Linked DNA regions of Sus scrofa: all the other regions are linked to region 3. Evidence: chromatin contacts called from public HiChIP or PLAC-seq data. All regions are on one chromosome and are shown on one strand. Each heading gives the region's core, a stretch centred on a gene start, on an enhancer-like site or on the middle of the called end of the contact. The rest is flanking DNA. Distances are from core to core; before and after follow the strand shown. Region 1 overlaps COMMD1 (COMM domain-containing protein 1). Region 2 overlaps LOC106508312 (a long non-coding RNA gene). Region 3 overlaps B3GNT2 (N-acetyllactosaminide beta-1,3-N-acetylglucosaminyltransferase 2).

Region 1 (4,521 bases), core at 195-2,694, 220 kb after region 3:
AGCCTGGGTTGCTGCTGTGGTGCAAGTTCAATCCCTGGACCAGGAATTTCCACATGCCACAGGGGTGGCCAAAAAAAAAAAAAAAAAAAAAAAAAAAAAAACTTTAAAAGACAGAGTCAAAGATATAGATGTTTCATTAGGACAAAACAAAACAAAACCCTGGCTTTTCATATTTCTGTGGTTTAAAAAGATTACCAAATAAGGATCTATTCCAGCAGAACACATCATTTATACCTTTCTTATGGCATTTACCATATAATACAGGACTCTTTACAACATGGGCTATGACATTCATTTTGTGTACAAAGCAGGGTATAGCATATTAGGGGCTCAGTAAATACAGTTGTGCCTTGGTGTCCACAGAGACAGCAAAATCAAGAATGGTCAAATCTTTTATATGAAATGGCATAGTACAGTTGTCCCTCTGTATCCTTGAATTTGTAGAAACCAGCTGTAAGCAGGATTGACTATATTTGATAGGTAAATCAAAGATAGAAATTTTCTTTAAAATATTCCTTCCTAGGAACTCTTCAACCTAAGTCAAGTTTTCAGACCTAGAATAGTTGCTTTGAGAAAAGGAGAACCAAAAATCAATCTTCAATTAATACAGATTAAGAAAGAAAGAAAAAGCTTACAAAACACCTTATTACAGGTCATTTAAGCCGATTAAAATATTCCACAAACTCTAACTGGCAATCTGTATTTGCTGCTTTATCATGTATATGTCCAGTAACATAAAATAGTAACATTGTTTGCCAGTCCTTCAGAGGAGTAGAAATATATCTCATGAGTTATCATCTAAACTCCCAAAAGTAACGAATAGGGATGGGGGTTAAGAAGTACAAACTATTATTTCTAAAATAAATAAGCTACAGGAGTTCTCATCGTGGCACAGCTGTTAACGAATATGACTAGGAACCATGAGGTTTTGGGTTCGATCCCTGGCCTTTCTCAGTGGGTTAGGGATCCGGCGTTGCTGTGAGCTGTGGTGTAGGTTACAGACGTGGCTCGGATCCCTAGTTGCTGTGGCTCTGGCGTAGGCCGGCAGCAACAGCTCCAATTAGACCCCTAGCCTGGGAACCTCCATATGCCGCAGGAACGGCCCAAGAAATGGCAAAAAGACAAAAAAACAAAAAAACAAAAAAACTTAAATTTTTAAAATTTCTCAAAAATGAGAAAAATGTAGTTACAAAAATGATCAAAATATAGTAATACAAAAACTGGGGGGCTATAGCAAAAGGAATCTGTCTACAGAGCTTTAAATTTTCCAGAACATATTTCTAAATTCAAAATATCAAACTGAATATTTAGACTTCTTTTTGGATAAGAAATTCTTATTGTTGAGTAGCCAACTTTGTTTTCTGAACTAGAACAACTCAAGAGCAAGAACTTTTTAAACATTACAACTTGCTTCTAGCACATTTTATCAGTCTATTAGCAAGGCAATATTATACTGCCACCTAAAGTGAAAAAAAAGAATTACTGCTTATAGTTAAGACAGGAGATAAAGGAATTCTAAAAGTATGACAGAAAAAGTTAAATGTTTTCAGTCTCTCCTATTCATGTCTCCTGATCTAAACATTTTAAGACCAGATAGTTTACATTCATTTTTATACTAAAGTTAACTTATTACTTTTTTTTTTTTTTTTTTTGTCTTTTCTAAGGCTGCACCCACGGCATATGGAGGTTCCCAGGGTCAGGGCTGAATCAGAGTTGTGGCCGCCGGCCTACACCACAGCCACAGCAACGCCAGATCACGGCAGCACCAGATCCTTAACCCACTGATCGAGGACAGGGTTCAAACCCACAACCTCATGGTTCCTCGTCAGATTCGTTAACCACTGAGCCACGACGGGAACTTCCAATTTCCTGTTACTTAATAGTTGCTGTACAAAATGTATACAAATGATGTCTGTTCTTAAATTGACTCAAGTATCAAAAAGAAACTGTTTTATGCACTTTTCATTTGTAAAACAAGTCATAAACCATCATATAAGAGGTGCCCTCCCTATATCCAGAGGAACAGAGCATCCATTCTTATATTCAAAAGCAAAGGAATGCCAAGAAGAACCCTACATACAGGGCTTACTAAATTTCCCTCTGTTTACTATAATTACTTCATACTTCTAACCTATGATAATCCTTTATGAACTGTCCACTCTTTATCAAACCTGGGATAAAATAGTCAGGTCTGTTTCTTTGTGTCTTCCTTTCCTTATGAAGGCTCCTGCGTCACACAAAAGTACAAATTTGTACACTTCTCTCCTGTTAATTTGTCTTTGTCAGTTTATATTTCAGACTTACAGACAGAAACCATATGCTATCACTTATATGCAGAATCTTAAGAATGATACAAACGAACTTATTTACAAAACAGAAAGATACAGACTTCAAAAACAAACTTAGGTTATCAAAGGGGACAGGTGGGGGAGGAATGGATTGGGGGTTTGGAATTCACATATGCACACTACTGTATATGGAATGGGTGGTCAATGGGGACCTGCTATAAAGCACAGGGAACTCTACCCAATAAGCTGTAATAAACTAAAAGGGAAAAGAATCTGGGAAAAGTGGATATGTGCATATGTATAACAAAACCGCTTTATTGTACAGCAGAATTTATCACATCGTAAATCAACTATAAGTCAATGAAACTTTTAAAAATTTCAGACTTGGCCAGAAACCCCAAGAGAGTCAAGGAAAAACCTCTTCCTCTCCTGTATTGGCATATTGTCCATGTCAAAAGAAAACTCTTGGAAATTAAAAATATGATCTAGTGAAAAATTCAACTAAAAGACTAGGAGTTCCCATGTGGCTTAGTGGGTCAAGAACCCAACACAGTCTCCTTGAGGATGTGAGTTCGATCTCCGGCCTTGCTCAGTGGGTTAAAGATCCAGCGTTGCTGCAAGCTGCAGCATAGGTAATATATGCGGCTCAGATCCAGTGTTGCTGTGGCTGTAGTGCAGGCTGGCAGCTGCAACCCTGATTCAACCCCTAAGCCTGGGAACTTCCATACGCTACAGGTGTAGTAGCCCTAAAGAGAAAAAACACAAAGTCTAGAGATCAGGTTGAGGAAATCTACCAAACAGTAGAAGAAAAAACAAAGAAAGAGAAAATAGAGAAAATCAAATTTGAGGATTCAGTCTAGAAGGTCTAACATTCAAAAAATCAGTGCTAGAAAAAGAGAAAAAAAAGAGATAAGAAAATAAAGTAGTAATACAATTTTCCCAGAACTAAAGGTCACAAGTCTCCAGACTGAAAGGACACAGAGTGGCCCAAATAACAAAATGAAAGAAAATCATACATCAATGACATTCAAGGAAATAAAGGATTAAGAGAAACTCCTAAAAGCTTCCAGAGATAAAAGACAGGTGACAGTTAATGAAACAATGCATTCAAATTGTGGCTCAACCTAGAAATACCTTCTCAGCCAAACTAGCAATTAAGTGTGAGACCAGATAAATACATCTTTTATGACTTAAAAAGAAAAAATTACCTCTCCTACAATCTTCCTTAAGGAGCTACTTGAGAACTGCTTCCAGATCTGAGAAGAGGCAGTTAAGCAGCCCCCCATGAGAAGATGATGCTACCACAGTGCACACCTTGGTCTAGTCAAGAGATGCTTTGACAGTTAAAATGGTCCCAAAGATAGTCAAGAAACTTAAAATGAGGAATTCCCATTATGGTGCAGCAGGAACGAATCTGACTAGGGACCTTGAGGTTTCGGGTTCGATCCCTGGCCTTGCTCACTGGGTTGGGGCTCAGGCGTTGCCATGAGCTGTGGTGTAGGTCGGCAGCTGTAGTTCCAATTCAACCCCTAGCCTGGGAACCTCCAAATGCCATGGGTGTGGCCCTAGAAAAGACAAAAAGAAAGAAAGAAAAAAAAAGAAAAGAAAAGAAAAGGAAAAGAAAACTTAAAATGAGGTCCCAGAGCAGCCAAATCCTCATCCAGGAAAGACATTACATGACTTTAGTCAGCCATATTCATGAAAAGCCTCTACCTTGAGACGAGAGGCAGACAACTAGGGGAAATTAGTTGTGTGCTATTTCTATATTTTCTTTTTAGACCACTATATCTAAAAGTAGGACTTCCCCTACCCTTTTTTATTCTTTGTTTATGCTGTAGAGTGGGCTAGGAACTTCTCTAAACTGCCTCTAATTTAGCTAAGTTGGTATATTCAGTGACTGCCTTTTTAAAATACCTTTAACCATTAGCTTACTGTCTATATTCTCCAGTAATTATATGATCTACAGGGCAGAGACTATAGCTGTGATGTTTACTGCTATATCCCAACCACAGAGCATGGTAATATAATATAGTTGCTTAGGGAAGCTGGGTGGTGCCCACGCTGGGTGCCCCCTCCTATTTCATAGAGGCCACTGAATCCTGTCAAATCTAAATTTGTTGAAATCTCTTGTTGGCCAATGACCAACTCTTTCCAAGCTGAGTTTCCTTCAGTGTTATACAGGCCTAGGTATCTATACACTGTTTTTCATTTTAAGTTTTAGGAGTCAGGTGAA
Region 2 (4,228 bases), core at 1,721-4,220, 150 kb before region 3:
AGAAAATTTCACATGGATGGAGATTTTCACATACAAAGAGAGAAAAATCAAGTTTCTTCAGGTTTCTTCCCAATGCCAAAAGACAGACGACCAACATCTAAAAAGGTCTGAAGGAAAGAAAGCAGGACTCAAGGATTATGTACATGCCAAGCTACCCCTCAAGTATAAAGGCAATAGACAGGCATTCTGAGGTGTGCAAAACCTTAGGGGATAAAGTGCCCAAGAACCTTCTTGAAAAACAACTTTTGAATGAAATCTACTCAACCAAGGAATGAGTCAAAACAAATTCTAGAAGAGAGAACCTACGTGCATGAGCTTCCTAGGGCTGCCATAACACAGCACCCCAAACTAGATGGCTCAGAACAATGTTGTCTCAGAGTTCTGGAGTCTAGAATTCTGAAATCAAAGTGCCAGCAGGACCGTGCTCCCTCTGAAGGTGCTAAGGAAGGAGCCTCCGTTATACCTCTTCCAGCTTTTTGCAGCCCCAGAAGTTCTGTGGTTTGTGGCAATGTGACTCCAGTGCTCATAGCGTGTTCTTCCTCTGTCTCTTTCTACATCTTCCCTTTGCGCAGGTCTCTGTCCACATTTCCCCTTTTATAAGAACACCCATCATATTGGATTAGGGCCCACTCTAATGACCTCATTTGAACTTGATCACCCCTGAAAACACTCTATTTTCAGATAAGGTCACATTCTGAGGTACCTGGAATTAGGACTCCAACATGCCTTCTTTAGGGAGGATACAGTTGAACCTATAACAGTGGGGTAACATGGAGAGGGGAGCACTAAGCCTATTAAATATAGGGCTGAAATCAACAGTAGCAAGAAGTATGGCTAAGAGAACAAAATCAAGTGAGGTCAATATTAACAATGGAATATAATAAAAATTAAGAGAGCATTGGGCATGGGATTATTCATAGCAGAAATTCAATGATATGACTTAAAAGTGAAACTTGCTTTTTTTCAAGCATAGTAAATTCAATCTTTTAATGTTTTTCATTCTGTTTTTTAACTCTAAAGGAATTAATCTTTTTAAGAACTTGTGGTGAAGAAACCATCAATTTAGTCATTTCTAAGTTTCAGTTCAACTCTTCTAATGTAAATTCAAGTGAACAATATTAAAACTGTTTATCATCTAAAAGGGTATGCAGGGAGTGCCCATTGTGGCTCAGCAGTAATGAACCCAACTAGTATCCATGAGGATGCAGGTTGAATCCCTGGCCTTGCTCAGTGGGTTAAGGATCCCGCTGTTGCTGTGAGATGCGGTGTAGGTCATCTGCTGTGCTATCGTGAGCTGAGGTGTAGGTCATAGGCAGGCAGCTGTAGCTCTGATTCAATCCCTAGCCTGGGAACTTCCATCTGCCGCAGGTGTGGCCTTAAAATTAAATAAATAAATAAATAAATAAAATATAACGGTGTGCAGAGTATAATCCTAGTTTTAAAAAATTCTTCAGTTCTATTTATCCACATACATACAGGTCGTTAATGATGTTTTATAAATGTTGGAAATGGTTGTCTCTGGGCAGTAGGACTCAGTGAGTTGGGTTTTTTTTTTTTTTTACTTTTTTGGTTGTGCTTTTCTGTATTACTTACATTTTTATACCAGATATATGTTATTTTAAACAAAAGCAATAAAATCATTGTTTCACATTATTTTCCTAAAAGCTTTCTTTATAGGCATTCAGGGTGGAACTCAACTTCAGGTCCTAGGCAGTGGTGGATCCAGGATGCAGAAGGTAGAATCTGGGGAGATGCTGTGACAGTCGACACAAGGTATCTGGCTACTGGGAGGCCCTTTCCCAACTGAGGTCCTGTTCACAGCCATTGTGGCAGAAAACTCCCTAATGGCAAATGCCACTAAAGGTATTCAAGGCTTTCCATAGTCATGCCCAGTCCCCAAAGAAGCCACATGGCCTTAAGTTCAGCAAAATGATGCCTTTCAATTTTTGAGAAAGTCCAACTTTTGTTTATTGTGACATCCAAGAAGCTAACGCTCCCAGAAATCAATCCAGAGGCTGGCTCTATTCTTCGGGACCCCCCAAGCAAGAGACCTGACTATATGACTGTCCTGTGCCCACAGCTATGTGACCAAGTCCCCCACTCCATCCTCCAAGCTGGACTTTTTAACAGGAAGGGCATTAGTGAGCATAAAACCCATCATCCTTTTATATTTCATTGTTCCTCTTCTTATATCTGGTTGTCAACAAATGTTCAACAGGAAATTTTTCTTTTATTACTTCTCTTCCTGTATTTTAAGGGAAGTGGTGGAGGTTTCTGTGGATACAGCATGCAGTCAACTGAGGTTTTGTAAGGCTGAGCACATCCCCCCAAAATTTATGGGCTTTCAGCCTTCCTTACTGAAAGTTTGTGCTGGCCTTCATATTCCGTCTTTTAGTCTGCACAACAGGTGTCCTGATAGGAGGCACCAGCTCAGCAACAGTAGGAGCAGAGACAAGCCTGGGAGCAGCAGCAGGAAAGTGTGCAGCAGGAACAGGGTTATCTAAACCTGTTCCTTTCTTTTTTTTCTCTTTTTCTTCCTCCTTTCTTTTCTTTTTTCTTTCTTTTTCTTTCCCTTTCTCTTTCTTTTTCTTTCTTTCTCTCTTTCTCTTTTCTTTTTAGGGCCACATCCATGGCATATAGAAGTTTCCAGCCTAGGGGTAAAATTCAGAGCTCCAGCCACAGCAACACCAAATCCAAGTTGCATCTGCAACCTGTGCCACAGCTTGCAGCAATGCTGGATCCTTAACCCACTGAGCGAGGCCAGGGCTCAAACCCACATCCTCATGGAAACTAGTTGGGTTCTTAAGCCACTGAGCCACAACGGGAACTTTCGGGTTATCTAAACCTGAAGGCAGGCCAGGAACGTGACCCAGAGGACCTGCATACTGGGCTCTGCCAAAGGGCTGGGGATGACATGCAGCCAGTGTCTCCAAGAGACAGAACAACTAGACAAGTTGTCATAGTAACAGTCAGAAGCAGGGGGTAGGCCTTGGGTGAACACAGAGAAACACATCAAGAATCTGAGGTCAGCCCCTGCCAGTGGCCTAAGGGAACTTCTTAGAAAATATTGTTTGTAATCACTTTTTTTTCCCCCCCGCTTTTTAGGGCCACACCCATGGCGTATGGAGGTTCCCAGGGTAGAGGTCTAATCAGAGCTGTAGCTGCCAGCCTGAATGAGAGAGCCTCAGCAACATGGGATCTGAGCCTCATCTGCGACCTATACCACAGCTCACAGCAACAACAGATCCTTAGTTGGCTGAATGAGGCCAGGGATTGAACCGCATCCTAATGGATCCTAGTCAGGTTCATTAACTGCTGAGCCATGAAGGGAACTCCCCCCCCCCATTTTTTTTGTACTCACTTTTTTAATATCAGAAAGATTATAAAATTATTTATTAAAACACAAATAATGTTAACACATTATTTGTTAAAACCAATACAATTAGGAGTTCCCATCATGGCACAGCAGAAACAATTATTTGTTAAAATATCAGAAATATTATAAAATTATTTGTTACAAGTCAATCAATTTACTTGAAATCAAGTAATACTTCAAACCCTATGTTCTCTGTGTTCTGAATCAAAGTTCTAGAATTGTCTGTTGCAGGTTGTCCATCTCCTGGCTGCTCTCTAATACATCTAAGAGTCAGAGTGCTAATTATTCAGAGTGTCTCAGACACAAGGCAGCAGAAACCACAGTATCCCCCGCCCTGATGCTGGATTACTTGCAACTCCCTCATCACCCCTTCCCTTCGATTCCTTATTGGCTTCAGTGTGTCACGGTGCCTGGCAAGGCTTTTTCTTCTCATAGTTCTAATTTGGGCAGATGGCTTTTACTCACTTCGCGGCACCTTCCCCAACCCAAAGTTTCTATCTCTATAGATGTCCCTCAGTTATTAAAAATATGATTTTACTCATTCAGTGAAAGTAGATATGAACAAACAGCAAAGTGGTCCTTTGAGCACGGCCTTCCAGCTGCCTCTTACACCCCTGCCCATGATAAGGGCTGACAGAAGTCTCTGCCTTAACCAGTTTCAAATCTTGGGTGATTCTGTTTAGCTGTATTTACCTGAGCCACTCCCTCAGCTCACTCACTCCTCATCCTGCTCAAAACGGCTTCTGCCTCCTCTGCTCCACTGATCCGCTCTTTCCAAGACCATTAGCTAGCTCCTACTCCTGCTAAAAACCACCCACATGTTCAGCTGTCACCTCCCTAATCTGTCCGCTC
Region 3 (4,450 bases), core at 1,091-3,590:
AAAAAAAAGAACACAAACAAACTTATTTGAGGAACAGAAACAGAGCCACCACACACTTTGAAACACTTATGATTAACAAAGGGGACAGGCGGGTGGGAGGGACAGACTGGGGGTTTGGGATTGGCATCTGCACACTGAGGTATATGGAGTGATTGGCCAATGGGGACCTGCTGTACAGCACAGGGAACTCTATCCAATAGTCTGTGATGATTTATGTGGGAAAAGAATCTGAAAGACAATGGATGCGTGTAAAAGAAAGAAAAGAAAGGAGGGAGGCAGGCAGGCAGACAGAAAAAGAAAGGCGAGCCCTTCTCATGAAATGAACTGACCAGCCACTCCATCCAGTCAGGCTGAGGCTTGGAGGCTGGAAATCCAAGCTCCTTAGCTAGCAGCCTCCTCAGCTAGCAGCCTCCTCCACTTCACGTCCAGGGTAATCTGCTTCCTGCTCACTCTCCTGTGCAAACGGGACACACGAATCCTCCAAGAGACAAAGAGCCCTGGCCCCCTGCCATATCAGGGGGCAGAGGACCTGTACGTCATCCTGCCTGCACAACCTCCCCTGCCCTCACTCTAGAAGCCTGGCCAGAGTGGCTTTCCTAAATCCTTACCTCCCTCCCAGGCTGCTCACATCTGTTGCCTGGTCCTTGCCAGGCCTTTCCAGGTTCTGCTCAGATAAAGAGACAGGGACAGCTTGCAGCTAAGCGGTTCCGGGGGAGAGAACCTACCTCCTGGCACTCAGGGCAGACAGTGCGGCGATCAGAGTGTGAGTGCAGCTGCTCGGTGGGGACCAGAAGAGCTGGGCCAGCCCTAGAGCCTGTTCCTTCACAGGAGCAAGAAGCCTGGCCTGGGTTCTTAACCAGGGCCCAAGAGCCCCAGGCCTCCCCAAACACCCGGCACAGATAGAGAACGTGTCTGACTGCGTTCTGGTCTCTAAGTCATAGAACATCTACCAGCTAAATTCAAGGAATTGAGTTTGTAGTCAGTAATAATTCCCTTCATGTTCAAAATGTAAAGGAAAAAGGACATGTGGTCAATCTGTTTACCTACATGTTGCCACAGGCAACATTATATACACACCAAAGTGTCTGAGGCACCTTCTGGTCTCCATGGATTACATAGGTCCCCAAGCCTAGTGTGATTGATCTTTCTCAAATGGTTCTTATCATTTAAAATAAAATCAATCACCAAGTCCAATCCTCAGATAAACACAGACAGAACTTAGAGAAAAAGAGGAAGAAAATTTAGTAAACGGGAATCAGCCTTCTCAGAGGCCATCTTGCCCCTGCCTTTAGTAAAACTGGCAAGAGTTAGAGATCTTCAGGGTATAAGACTGTGTCATTATAAAACAAGGCTGGTAGATGTTTGAGGAAGAGAATGTCCCAGATCATTTTTCACTTTGGAAAGTCAGAGTCTGGTATCTAGAGTCAAAGTTAAAGTCTGATTATGCTACCTATTACTAGCTGTGTGACCTTATGCAAGTTACTTGACATCTCTGAGTCTCAGTTTCCTTATCTGTCAGATGGGGATGACATAACCTGCCACACCAGTGTGTTAACTACCATGCAATGAGCATTCAAGAGTTTTCCTTCATGGCTTCTGATTCCCACAACAAACGCAAAGCACATTTCTCAAGTTTTAGTGTTCTTGCCTCTTTTATAAATATTCTCACTCTAGAAATCCATCTACCCACCACCTTAAACCATTACCTCCGAAAGGAGGATTACAAGTGGATGCAGTTAACTCCAGATATTAGCTCTAAACCTTGTGGAGTCTCTCTTCCTGGGCCCCTCATCTGCAATGGATCGCTCCTTCCACTTGCCCTTGTAGCAGGACCTTGAGCTGCTTCTTCCCCCAGGAGTCGAAAGTCCCCACTTCCACGCCTCACCTGCACCTCCTCCTCTCCTCTCCCCTCTCCCATTCACACTCTGCCTTTGGCTGCCACGGGAGCCCAACCCCTTCGTTCCCGCAGCTCCGCTACCCACTCTCAGCCCCTGTACCCACATCCCTCGCTCATGCTGCTCCCCCGTTTGGTCACCAGCACACCTCGGCTCCCTCACAGCCTAACTGCAGCCGTGCTATCTTCTACAACTCCTCTCTTCTCCACTCCCGGAGCTCAGGGCCTCATGGACAAGATGAGATGAGGCCCCTTGGATGAGATCTCCTGCCCAAGGATATGCCCCAGCCTGACCACCAGCCTCATTCCTCCAGCCTCCACTCACATGCCCTTCTGGTCCTGGCCAGGGCCCTTTAGGATGCTTGTGCTTCCCCTCACACCACCCCCTGCCAACATCCTCCAACTCCGCAGCAGATACACTTTAACCTCCAACCACAGCAAACACATTTCCCTCTTGCGGAAAGCCCCAGCTCCTCTGTCATCTGCAAGTGCCCTCTGTCTGCTCTGCCTTCCTGAAGAGCTCCTCCTCCTCAATTAGGTCCAGGGTCACTTCTGAAGCTCTCCTCCCAGGAGTTAGGGCATCCTCTGTGATGGAGGTCTCGCACTGTGTCTACCACCATGACCTCTGCACGTGGCATTTGAGAGTCAGTCAGCATTGGCTGAACAAACATATTTTGGTCATATGGTCAAGTTCACTGAATACAGATGTTCAGCAGCAACTAGATTAATTAAATAAACATGCTCTTTCTCTAAAGCGATGACACTGGAAAATCACTTATATGTGTGCTGGTCAGTGACACGTATTAAAAGAAATCTGTCTCACCTTTTTGAATATGCAAGTATAACAGCAGGATTTTCTAAAGTTAGGGAAGGTAAGAATAACAGAAGTGATGAGTCTGTCTACACCTGGGTGGGTTAGGGCAAGATTTGAAATGGCAAACTGGAGTGAAAAGCCCCACCCAGCCCCAGCTGTGTGGGAAGGCAGGTGCGTGGGATTCTGCAGAGCTTCCAGTGCTCCTCTGGCAGCACTCCCCGCCATCGCATCCCCAGACAGAGGAGCTGCCACACCTCCCTCCTGGCGATGGGAGGACCCACAACAGTAGAGGGACAGGGTGACCATGTCTGAAGGAAGGAAGGCCCGTGGGACAGACTGAAAACTCGGGGACATCTACTTACCTAGGTGGAAAACCATCCTAGAAAAGAAATGTTGCAATGGAGCTGAATGTGTTTTGGAAGCCCTTGTTAAGAGCCCATGCATGGATATGGCTCAGTAAGAGTTTCCACTCCAAGCCCCAGAACCTGGGTACAAAGTCTGGCTGGCAGGCTCTCAACAAGCCCTCAGAAAAATCCCTAGATTTCTCTCTGATTCATCCTTCTGTTTTGCTTAGTTGGGGTACATGGGATGTATTTCAGTCTGGGTCCAACCAGGAGGCAAAAACCACACGATAACTTAAGCATGGGAAGTTCAAAAATATGGTAATTGAGTAACTATAAAGATAGACTAGAACCTTAAAGCGTACCCTGTGCCAGATAAAAAGTACCCCCAAAAGGATAAATGTGAAAGATTGGGAGCTTGTTGAAGAAGGTATAGATGGCAGAAAAGTTCCTGGGTGCCCAGGCTAGAGATGGTCCAGTCACTGGGAAAGCAGGAACCACCTTCTAGGGTACTGGCACAAAGTCTGGAACAGAGTACCCATCAGGAGGGTGACAGGGAAACAAAACTGGGACACAGCTGGAAGGGCGCAGAGGGAGTCATATACCTAGGGTATCAGGGGGCCGCTGGAACCAGGACCTGGAGAAGCCTCCCTCTGCAGGAACTTAATACCTCATTGCACGGCCTGGACAAAATGGGCCATACTAAGCACAAAGATAGGTGGCCAGCTCACTAGATGGCCAGAATCACAGGGCTCCCAGTGTGCATACATGTAGGGCTGAAGAGAAGTAGCAACCTGGGCTGGGCCCAGGCTCCCCTTTCTTCCTCAGCTGCCAGAGCTGGACAGAATGCACAGCAGCCAAAAGCTGGAGAACGCTATGGCCTGCAGGTGCCCAGAAGTGTAGGTTCTAGACTCCTGGAACCAGGAAGGAAAATCCTGCAACAGCCTCTTCAGGGCCCTCAAAGTAGAGAAGGCAAAGGAAAAAATATCTGAAGGCCCTGCTCCATTTTCACAGATCAGGCAACAAAGGATAAATTTGGAGCTGACAAGCAACAGCTGAAAACTGGCACAAGTGAGAGATCTCTGCATCACCAATCTGAACTCATCCCCAACCATAAACAGTGCTATCTAAATCTAAAGTTAGAGGGAAAGTGTATAAAGCACGGGTGCTGTACAGTGAATTGATAAGCAATTGATAAGCAATAAATAGACAATGGTCCATTAGTTGACAGCAGAGGACGAGGCAGGACCTGAGTGGGGCTTGAAACATGGTAGGTATCAGAGCTTTGGGGAGAAGCAGGGCAGCCCAGAGCTGGGCTGGGTGCCCAGGGTGTCAGCATGCAGAGACCCACACAGACAGTTTGTGGGCAGATGGGATGAGGCTGCTGGAGAGAATGGACAA

The links. HiChIP or PLAC-seq counts read pairs in DNA pulled down with a chosen protein or histone mark.
Region 1: an H3K27ac HiChIP or PLAC-seq map of alveolar macrophages shows a contact between it and region 3. The contact joins two enhancer-like sites. A contact is called at or near these places in 1 of 47 Hi-C or Micro-C datasets (heart right ventricle) and 1 of 2 datasets of contacts at active chromatin or transcription factors (alveolar macrophages).
Region 2: a contact with region 3 is called in an H3K27ac HiChIP or PLAC-seq map of alveolar macrophages. The contact joins two enhancer-like sites. A contact is called at or near these places in 1 of 47 Hi-C or Micro-C datasets (heart right ventricle) and 1 of 2 datasets of contacts at active chromatin or transcription factors (alveolar macrophages).

Annotation. Positions count from the first base shown.
Region 1 is chr3:79,898,952-79,903,472 of Sscrofa11.1, forward strand. All of the region lies in intron 1 of COMMD1 (COMM domain-containing protein 1), which reads right to left. Among named protein-coding and RNA genes, the nearest start is that of COMMD1, 13 kb to the right of the region's middle. Within about 2 kb of position 1,445, at least 2 of the 83 cell types and tissues checked have an H3K27ac peak or open chromatin away from gene starts, as enhancers often do. A contact at or near this core is called in alveolar macrophages, where this site is marked.
Region 2 is chr3:79,527,696-79,531,923 of Sscrofa11.1, forward strand. All of the region lies in intron 1 of LOC106508312 (a long non-coding RNA gene), which reads right to left. Among named protein-coding and RNA genes, the nearest start is that of TMEM17, 110 kb to the left of the region's middle. Within about 2 kb of position 2,971, at least 8 of the 83 cell types and tissues checked have an H3K27ac peak or open chromatin away from gene starts, as enhancers often do. A contact at or near this core is called in alveolar macrophages, where this site is marked.
Region 3 is chr3:79,681,696-79,686,145 of Sscrofa11.1, forward strand. All of the region lies in intron 1 of B3GNT2 (N-acetyllactosaminide beta-1,3-N-acetylglucosaminyltransferase 2), which reads right to left. Among named protein-coding and RNA genes, the nearest start is that of B3GNT2, 20 kb to the right of the region's middle. Within about 2 kb of position 2,341, at least 7 of the 83 cell types and tissues checked have an H3K27ac peak or open chromatin away from gene starts, as enhancers often do. A contact at or near this core is called in alveolar macrophages, where this site is marked.